Linked DNA regions of Mus musculus: region 1 is linked to region 2. A link is a contact called in public Hi-C data. All regions are on one chromosome and are shown on one strand. The core of a region is the stretch at or near the end of the contact, and the rest is flanking DNA. Distances in the headings are between cores, read along the strand shown.

Evidence for each region. A called contact is a pair of places that touch in the nucleus more often than the background predicts.
Region 1: a contact with region 2 is called in a Hi-C map of muscle stem cells, with 1.8 times the contacts expected there. The contact joins two enhancer-like sites. A contact is called at or near these places in 2 of 15 datasets of contacts at CTCF or cohesin (CD8 T cells and the NIH/3T3 cell line), 5 of 484 Hi-C or Micro-C datasets (muscle stem cells, nephron progenitors, pancreatic cancer cells and 1 more) and 2 of 115 datasets of contacts at active chromatin or transcription factors (embryonic fibroblasts and embryonic stem cells).

The regions. Positions count from the first base shown.
Region 1 is chr10:19,120,735-19,125,742 of GRCm38.p6, forward strand. No RefSeq gene overlaps it. Among named protein-coding and RNA genes, the nearest start is that of Gm20139, 19 kb to the right of the region's middle. Within about 2 kb of position 1,652, at least 75 of the 459 cell types and tissues checked have an H3K27ac peak or open chromatin away from gene starts, as enhancers often do. A contact at or near this core is called in muscle stem cells, where this site is marked.
Region 2 is chr10:19,043,371-19,048,049 of GRCm38.p6, forward strand. No RefSeq gene overlaps it. Among named protein-coding and RNA genes, the nearest start is that of Gm51814, 17 kb to the right of the region's middle. Within about 2 kb of position 2,816, at least 66 of the 459 cell types and tissues checked have an H3K27ac peak or open chromatin away from gene starts, as enhancers often do. A contact at or near this core is called in muscle stem cells, where this site is marked.

The DNA.
Region 1 (5,008 bases), core at 402-2,901, 76 kb after region 2:
TCTGTAGTCAGCTAAGTATCGGGAAAAATTACAAGAGACTTTGAAATGGGCAAAGACAATTACTGTGGGACAGCCTTGTGGGGGTTGGTTGTCTCTGCGTTCTGTTTGCCTTTGAACTGTGTTAAACTCTGTAACTTGTAAAGCCCTGAGAGCGATGAAATGAACCCTGCAGATGAAGTGCAGTGGAGAGGCGACAACTATGACTTGTTTCTGTGGCCCAATCATCCACCCAGAACACATGGGCTCCTCTACAGCAGCCCCTCCTCTACCATGGACACTACACTTTTTAGCTGTGGAAGACTTTGGAAGCAGGAATTATCACAGAGACAGAGCCCCTTGGAAGACGGGGACAAGAGTTAAGATGGTAGCTTGCTTACTGCTAAGACAACCTCTAGCACAGAGGTTTGTTGCCTTGCGAGTTTGAATAGTACAGTATTTTTATGTATGTTTCTCTTCTGAATACGGTATTCACTTCGAACTAGCAGGAGAATGTCTGTTACTTTATTTAGGGATTTTGCTTGTTTGTGAAACCACATATTGTGCTATAGGGACAACTGCATTTAAAATTTATTCCCAAGATGTTTGCTTAAGAATAAGTTTAGAAAGTTTGCCATGAATAACCATTAGCTCACTTCTGTAGAACCTGGCTTCTATTTTTTTTTCCTTATTAAAACAAGCAAACAAGAAAGCAAGCAAAAAGAATAAGAAAGGAAAAAGAAAAACATTTTTACTGTTTTAATTTTTTCAAACTTTTTAATTACCTTCTAATACTAAAACTGAGATAACGGAAGGAGAGAGAGAGAGAGAGAGAGAGAGAGAGAGAGAGAGAGAGAGAGAGAGAGAGAAATTCTGAAATGTACACTTTCAGAAAACAAATAATGCTCTCAAACAGTCTGAACTTCCATCAAGTTTGGACGACTGGGATAAGCACAGATTTCAATATAATCTCACTGGGAAGGCACTAAGCAGTCTGAACTGGAAATATTCCCCTTTTTCTTTAAGAGACCAGCAGTGTGCCTCCCTCATAGGAGCTTTTGAAAAGGCTGGGTCCAATGATATTTCACTACCTGATCAACAACAGGCACAGCTCACACAGATTCCTCCAGACGTTCACAGTGCGAAGCGATGGGCATTGCACCATTCAAACAGCCAATTATCTTTAAAATGCATCTTAATTGCTGTTAACCTGGCCAATGGTTTCCTATCAAGTACATGACAATATAAGATAAGCCTACACACACACACACACACACACACACACACACACACACAGTCACCCTGGAATTAGGTAGCTGGCTTGTTCTCCATGTGGAATATATGTGCTGGACTCACTTTCCTAAGAAGTCCTCAGGAGCTGGTGACTGTGACCATCAGTGGTAAAGAAAGACCCTACAGCTCCTCGGTAGCCTCTGCTGCACCGGTTCGGTACTCGTTCTGCAGAAGAGGCCTAACTTCTGTCTTTCTTCGCCAGACCAGGAGCTGTCTATGAGCACCTGCCTCCACATCAGAACTCTGATTCGGAAATGCTACTTTTATCTGATGCTCTAGAATATCTGTCATCATCACTGCCATTTCTACGGCTCTGTTGTGAGCCAAGCACCAAGAATATGAAAGTGGGAGTGGGAGTGGGAGGAGAGCGGCTGTGCATGCCAGGAGGATGTGCTCTGGTTAGACAACAGCTTCCTCTCTTTGAATGTGCGTCATTGCCTTTGGCAGTTCCTGGACCTCAAAGCTCAGCTCTACTCTGCCAGATGAATCCCAGATTCAGCCCTGTGGAAGCTGCGTTGTGATTACAATTGTTTCACAGAGACCATAAACTGCTTCTCTTAGGAGAAACATACCGAATTGTGTTGAACTCTGACCTGTATAACTTACTACTTTCTGTGGTAGAGATAAATGCCTGTTGCTGTTAGCTCCTTTAAAAAAAATGACTTGTTAGGAACTTAAAATGTTAAGGAAAACTTATTTAGACCCCCAGAGACTCTAAAATGCACCATCTCTCTTTTTAGTGGCACCAAGCTTGATAAAAGTTGTCATGGCAACTTTGTGGAACCACGTGACCACAGGGATACAGGGCTGACTATGCTCACTCATGCATCTCTGCCTGTTGGTTGATCCAAGTTGTTTACTAAGAGTGGACTTCTCCCCTCCTGTCCAAATTCAGGTGTCAAATCTCCAGTTGTTGAGATGGTACTTGCAGGTATCTGGAGCCTTTGGGAGAACATAAGACAATGACATAGAGCTCTCTTGCATAGAATCAGTGACCTTATGAGACAACCAACCAGATGCTTTGTAGATGATGCTGTCCCTCATATCCCCACACTGCCAGGCATTGTCAACCGCATTGTGCCTTTTGACACATCCATAGGTGGTAAGCCTGGGGGTAGTGTTGCCTCCTATATGCTGCCTTCCAGTGCCAGAGGCAGCAGACGCTTCCTTACCTGAGCTGAAGGGAAAAGATCTGACTGTAGGGCTCTCACGTTCCAGAATTATTCCAGGACTCACTGTGAGGCTGTAATGCCACACACCATAATGGCACTGGTGTCAGGCAATTTGACGATGAGAACGCCATCCTAAACCACACAGGTCTTGGCGTGCTGTCCCTGACAAACACCTAACCAAATTAGGGTAAAGTTTTCCTCCATGCTGTCAAGATTCAGTGGTTACATGGCCAGCACGTGGACTTTAGAAAGGCGAAAGATGATAGAGCACTGTGATTCAGAAAGGGTAAAATAAAATCAATAGGATCACCGCTACTGATAGTGGATGACTTTACACATCTGACTTTTGTTTACCTTACCCAATATATGCCAGACCATCTGAGGGTCAAGAGAGCACTTTTCCATATGTGTGTGTGTGTGTGTGTGTGTGTGTGTGTGTGTGTGTGTGTGTGTGAAGAGAGCACTTTTCCATATATATATATATATATATATATATATATATATATATATCTTAAAAAGCTCCCCCCCAAGGCATGGCTCTGCCCATCATCTCTGCCTAGGCTTCACTCTTTACTGCAAGATTGTCTGACAAGTTGTCAGAACTGTATGAAGTTGCTTTCCAGGAGACAAGCTCCCCCTCTAAGCGCCTCCAGCCTTTTCCTTTCCTAGCTTGAGATTCCTGGGGAAATTCCAGTTTCCTGGGGTCCATTGTTTCCCTGGTCTCCGAGGCAAAGGGCGGAGCACCAGCAGCTCTTTAGAGTATCTTCCTTGTTTGCCAAGAGAATTGCTACAGGAACTATGAAATCCCACTCTTACACTTCAGGAAATGTGGACAGGGAGAGCGAATGTGCGAAGCCTCGCTATGGGGTATATTGCCGTACAGCTAAGCCAGCCAGGCCATAGGACAAGTTTGCCTTCTCCTCACCTTCTGCTTTAGAAACTACTCACAAGCATGTCTGAGATCAGCTTCCATGCTGTTTGCCACCGAGTTTTCAGTTTTCCATTTAGCTCATGCTTTAGCAGCCCTCTTGGGCCAGGCAAGGAACAGAGCATGCGCAGAGGCACACAGTTGGTTTCCCAGGGGGCCATTCGTTACCCTTCCACATAACTCTGAATCAGTGGAAGTAAAGTTATGAGAGGAAAGCTGAGGTGAGACTTCAGGGTAAAAAATGCATTCTCTCCTTCTTCAGAGAGGAATCATGGAGACAAGTCTTCTGCAAGCCAGATCCTAGGAGCCTAAGGCTAGTGTGCCTATGCAGACAGGGTGCCTCATAGGTACTCCAGGTTCTCAAGGTGACAATAAAAGCAGCTCACCAGACAGAGCTGTGGGTGGCTTCATAGAATATGAGGTAGAGAAATTTAATCTATCCTGTCCCCACTTTCACTCACTCACTAGCCGTGTAGTTCTAGTAGTCACTTAGCTTCTCTCAAACATTCATTTTGTCTGCAAGAATTATGTGGCCTGACTCACTCGTAGGTCTCTGTAGCTCAAAAGAGATTGTAAAGATGAACGCACTATTGTGAATTGAAGTGCTCGGCTTGTCTAAGGTAACATCTTCATTCACACTTGATGATCTGGCTGATTTATGTTTACAGACCTCTTTGATATGTCTCAGGGGATTCCTGGATGGCCTCACACCCTGGCAGAATTTGCTTGTCTGGCGTTTAAGACATGCTAGGAGACTCTCCTTACAAAGTTGTCTGTCTGCCTGTGGCTTCCACTTTTTCTGCATCTGTAAAAATGAATGTCTAACGTAGCTTGAGGCCAGTAAGCAAAACCCACATCCCTTTATCGCTCAGTTCTGAGAAGGAGGTCAATTTAGCAACTCCGTGAGAAAAGAACCTTCTTGGTTCCTTTTATTGCTGAAGTCATTCCCAGAGGTACACAGTGGGTCTAACCTAGTAGTCAATCCAGTAGTTCAAATGCAAAAGCAACCAAGTTTGTTGGGGTTCAATGGGTTGGACATAGAAGCAACGGTTTCTTTATAACAACCTGTGGGAAAAGTCTAGAGAGAGAATATGCCGTCATATCCCAGCCTGGCCCAGAGAAGTGCCGGGGGTGGGGGGAGGACACTGAAAACTGATGAAAGATAATGAAAAATAGAAAAAGAACCAAGGATTAGGAAAGAAAGATAATGTTCTATTTAAGAGATGAAGGGGAGGGACAAAGACCTTATCACACTGAGGCTTTTCTAACTATAAATAGTAACATGTAAGGAGCATGCTCTATGTAAGCAACCACCATCTCTGTCTCACAGCAGGGAAATGGGACACAAAGATGCTGAGCAATCTTCCCAGGAATGAGCAGCCAGTGAGGATCCATCCTGAATCCGACCCCAGATTGATGGTCTGGCTCCAGCATCCACAGTCCTAATGGCCTCAGCTATACAGAACTCTGTGTTATCCCATAAGGTCATTGTTGCATCTCTTGTAGAGTAAGTGGGAGTGAAGAGTCTGCTAGGAATCCTGCCTTCTCGGTTATCTTGAAAGGAAAAGAAAATAAGGTGGCTCCTATAGCTGTGTCCTTAGATTCCTGCTTCTTAATTTTAACTCCAGATACGAACAAG
Region 2 (4,679 bases), core at 1,566-4,065:
CTTGGGTATATTCTCTGACTCCAGACATCAGGCATATTCCGTGACTCAAGATTTTGTTTGGTTTTGCTTTTTAGGTTTTCTTGATAAAATCACTTTCTCTTTCCAAAGTTCTAACAGTTCTGACAATGGACATAGCTTTTCACAGAAGCTTAAGCATTTTGACTACCTAGGGTGGCATGGACTAGTGTTCTGGCAGGCATTCAGACTACAAAATTCAGTGGTTTTGCCACCATACATGTATAATGTTATGTAAATGAGACTCCAAGAGGGAAAATGTAGAGAAGTGCAGGACAGGGCTTTGTAGCATGTAATTTTTGCTACCCTGCTTTAAGCTCTGGGTGGACTGTGTTATCAGCCCCACCCAGGTTCTCTTGGATCCTCGGATGAAACACACACACACACACACACACGCTTATTTTTCAACCTGCCTTATTGGCTCAGTTGCTGGGTGCTTCTAATCTCCCATGGCTAGATTGCCTTTTCCAATACTCTTAGCACCCTAAATCTGCCCTCAGCTTTAGTTCCTACCCCAGGCCCAGTTGGGGAAGTAGCTAATGGCCACTTCACCCTAGATCTCACATGGCTGATGGCCTTTTCTCCCTCTGAAGCATGGCAAAATCTCTCTTCCTCTCATTGCATATCTTTAGCTTCTACTGCAGGGGACATGGAAGTCCCGCCTCTTTCCTTCTGCCCAGCAATTGGCCCCTGGCATCTTTATTGATAGATCAAGAACCAATTGGGAAACAGGATTTTACCACCAAGAGCCACTCCCTACAGGACTTAAAGAGAAAATCACTGTGAGAGAACGACATCAATCAGACAAGCTGAGTAGTACACACTGGAACACAGTGAATCAATTAGGTCAGCCTCCTTGATGATACAAATTAGCAAGGCCTGTTTGTGAACAGTAGAGATTGTTAGAATTCTTTCAAATCAGAAAATTGAACTAACTCTTGTAATGCATGCGCTCTCTCTCTGTCTCTGTCTCTGTCTCTCTCGCTCTGTCTCTCTCTCTCTCTCTCTCTCTCTCTCTCTCTCTCTCTCTCTCTCTCTCTCTCTCTCTCTCTCTCTCTCTCTCTCTCTCTCTCTCTCTCTCTCGATAAGGTCTTTTACTGAACTCAGAGCTTACCAACTGGATAGACAGGTCAGGCAGCAAGAGACCTCCTGTCTCTACCAACCAGTTTTCAGATTACAACTGAGGTCCTCATGCTGGTATAACAAACATTTAACAGAGCAAACCATCTGACAAGGCAGATTTTTATTCTTATAAGTAGGCAAGTTTAGGAAATACTAAATGGGTTCATTTTAACTCCTGATATCAAATTTAGTCCTAAAAGTTTCACAAATCCCTCTACTTACAATCCCAGCTTCCCCATACTGATGCCCACAGAGTTTACTCTCTCTTTTTTCACCAATCCTTCTCTCTCAGGATCCCTCTTTTCCTCTACTTCCTTCCCCTCCCCCCCCCTCTTTTCTTTCCTCCTTTCAAATTCCTGCCCCCTCTTTGTCCAGAATTCGCTCAGTTCAGTGTTTTATGAGGAGTCCGGGGAGTCCTGCCCTGCAAGTGGAGGTAAAGGCAGCAGAAGCCACAGGTGCTGCAGGTCACTACTTGATGTCACTCATGAATTTACGAACATACAGAGGTGATTTCGGTATATTACCTAACTATATCACCAGGTGAGTTTGTTTGCTTTTTACATGCTGATCAAATAAAGTCGGATCATAAAGCCGAGCTGTTCAATTCCCTTCAGAAAGTCCCTAGTCCTTCCACTTGGGAATTTTGAATCTGAAAAGTTCGAGCATTTTCTATGTGATTTTCTTTCTAAAAATACAACTTGCGTGAAGCCTGGTACTATTTTCACTTTGTGCACTCAGCATGATAAGCAGCACCTGGGGAAGTGTTGCTTGTATCAACTCTAACCTTAGGCCTCTGTTGCTCTGAGCAGTACTCTTGGCATTTTCAGAGAGACTCCTTCCTGGTCCTGACCGTTCTGTTGCCTCTTAAGGTTTAAACATATGGGTTGAAGGTAAGTACATTGTATTATCTAGGTGCCAGGCACTCTATTTGTTGCATGATCAGCATATGGATTTGTGCCTCTACCTGAAATAGGTTGTTAAAAAATAAATATGCAACCACACATAACAGCTGATACTGAAGAAATATTTGGATGAGATGAAGACGTCACTCATCCCTGACCATCTCATACATGCTGAAGATAGAACAGAGTATTAAGAGGGACATGATACCCCATGCAGTACTTAAAATTCCTGTGACTATAGTATGGACTTGTCTGCTGAATAGTAGGATATCTGAAGGAAAAGACCTTGCTTTGACAGATCATTAATATTTCTTAGCACAAGGTGGCACACAATAAGTGTGTGTAAATGTTTATGAAACTTGACTCTAACTAAGACATGCCTCTGGTTAATTTTGAACCCCACACTAGAATAATCCATCCTTGTTGTAGTTGAAAAAAAATGTACTCTCTTCCACCATGTCCTATTAGGAAAAAGTGATAACAAGCACTTTGTTAAGTAGGTTTTCCAAAAAAACATTATGCAGTTCGTTTCTTGTAAAGCCTTTTGTCTGTCACCTGTGTGTCTTTTCCTAATATGGTCAGTAATGCATTTAACAGATTTGATTTGGCTTTACTCTTTGTTAATTCCTCTAGAATGTCCCATTTTCACTATCATAAGTTGCTCATTTCTTATTGGGAGCTGTGGTTCATTGAGATGGGGAGTTCCTTTATGGCTAGTAATACTTTGGAATCCCCAGGGATGGTCCATGACAAAGGAGATTAGAATTCTGAAGTGACACCCTTCAAACCACAACTAGTCGGTCTGTGGTCTGAGTCACACACATTCTTTGTCAGATCAGGTCAGCCTGTGCTAAAAGGGCAAAAGAGGAGGAAGAAATCCTAAAAGTACAGAGTGCCCGGCAGAACATCCTCTGGTCATGCTTTAGAGTTTTGAGCTCTAACCCTTGAAACTTTCTAATATTTAAAGTTACAAATACACCAGGAATTCCCCTTCACTACATTGAGTAGTTTAGTTGTGATGTACTTTGTTTATGTGCCTATTCTTCAAGTTGGTTCTGAATAGCTTTCTTGGACTTTTTTTTCTATTTTATTTTTGATTCCAAAGAGAATTTTTTCCAACATTCCTGCCTTCACATTAGCTGAGGTACTTTTTAAAAGGAGCCTACATGTCCAGTGTAACATCAAGAACTGAATTTGTTAGCAAAAGCATAAGCCATCAAATTAGCTTATGTTAGGGAGTGTCTGTGAGTGATAGGTCTGAATGGATTGGCTTCCAGAGCCAGGTATGAATGTTAACCATTGAAGAGGTTCTAAAGAAACCATGTCTCAGGTCTCAGAGATCAGCAAAAAGGGAGGGACTAGAAATTTCCTAGTTGATACCCATGAGAATAGCTGAGTAAGCCTGGTCTTTGCGGAGGACAGCCTTGCCTTTATTCCACGCCTATGTCTCAGTCCTGGCTGAGGGTCCTGTTGGCTAAGCCTGGTTGTTATGCTCACTTTAGCCCCTGTCACTTTTATAAACTTTGCTTTCATTTCACAAGACAAAGTCTTTGGAGCATAAGCAATACAATATCGTAGTGGAACTCAGTTTTCCTGAGGGTTGACGTGCCAACTCTGCAGCTTTTTGGACCTAGAACCTCCCTTCAAAGCCATTCTTAGCTCTGGAAAGTGGGTAAAGTGATACACCCAGCAGAGTTCTAGAGCAAAGCTGAAGACACATGAGATGTTGGTCCCCCGATACCCAAACTAATAAACAAATAAATAGAAGCCTGGTGCTGCTGTCTATGCCTATGGGAGACTAGATCAAGGAGATTGAAGGTTTGAGGCCAACCTAAAGTACACATCGGGATGCTGTCTCAAAAGTCCAACAGTTTCCATAGGTAGATGAGAAAATATAATACGAAGATCTCAGTGCTGGCATATAACGTGTGTGGTGTCTGAGGAAAGGGGGCCAGGAAGGCTCCCAAGGCTCGCACTGAAGACCTGCTACACACTAGATGCCACTCTGGGAAATTTTCTCTCAAAGCCCCAGCTTCCTTATTTGTAAAGTGGGCAGAATCTTCCATAACCCGTCTAAGCAGCTTAAAGAAAATGTGTGCATGTGTGAAAATACACTAAAAATGATGAGGTATTAAAATATGACTCATCTAACTACAAAGTTCTTGAGAGCTAACTCTTTTCTTTCAGGAAGAAAGAAAAAAATTTTTTTAAACCAGCACTTTATAATTTCCTTCTGTCAAAGGTAGTGGCCCTTTCACCACTTCTCCTAAATGACTCATACAGACCTTGTCACAAACTGTCCTGCAGCTTATTTTCCCTTCCTTTACTCCAATTCAATTCTAATTTCTGGAAGACACAATTTTAAATCTGTACATTCGTGCTTTCAGCTCATGGGAGGGGTTGTCAGGAAGCCATTTTGGGGGCACCAAACCACACCACACCATGCTGGTTTGAAGAGCCAGAGGCAAGTAGGACAGCAACTGTCTTCTCTGAAAGGAGAAAAGAAGAATGGGAATCTGGGAAAAGAGGAATTCTGGGATCACAAGAGTTGCTCAGGAAGCCAAAGAGATGAAAGCAGAGGGATGGAACCTTGAGGACGCATATATATATATATATATATATATATATATATATATATAT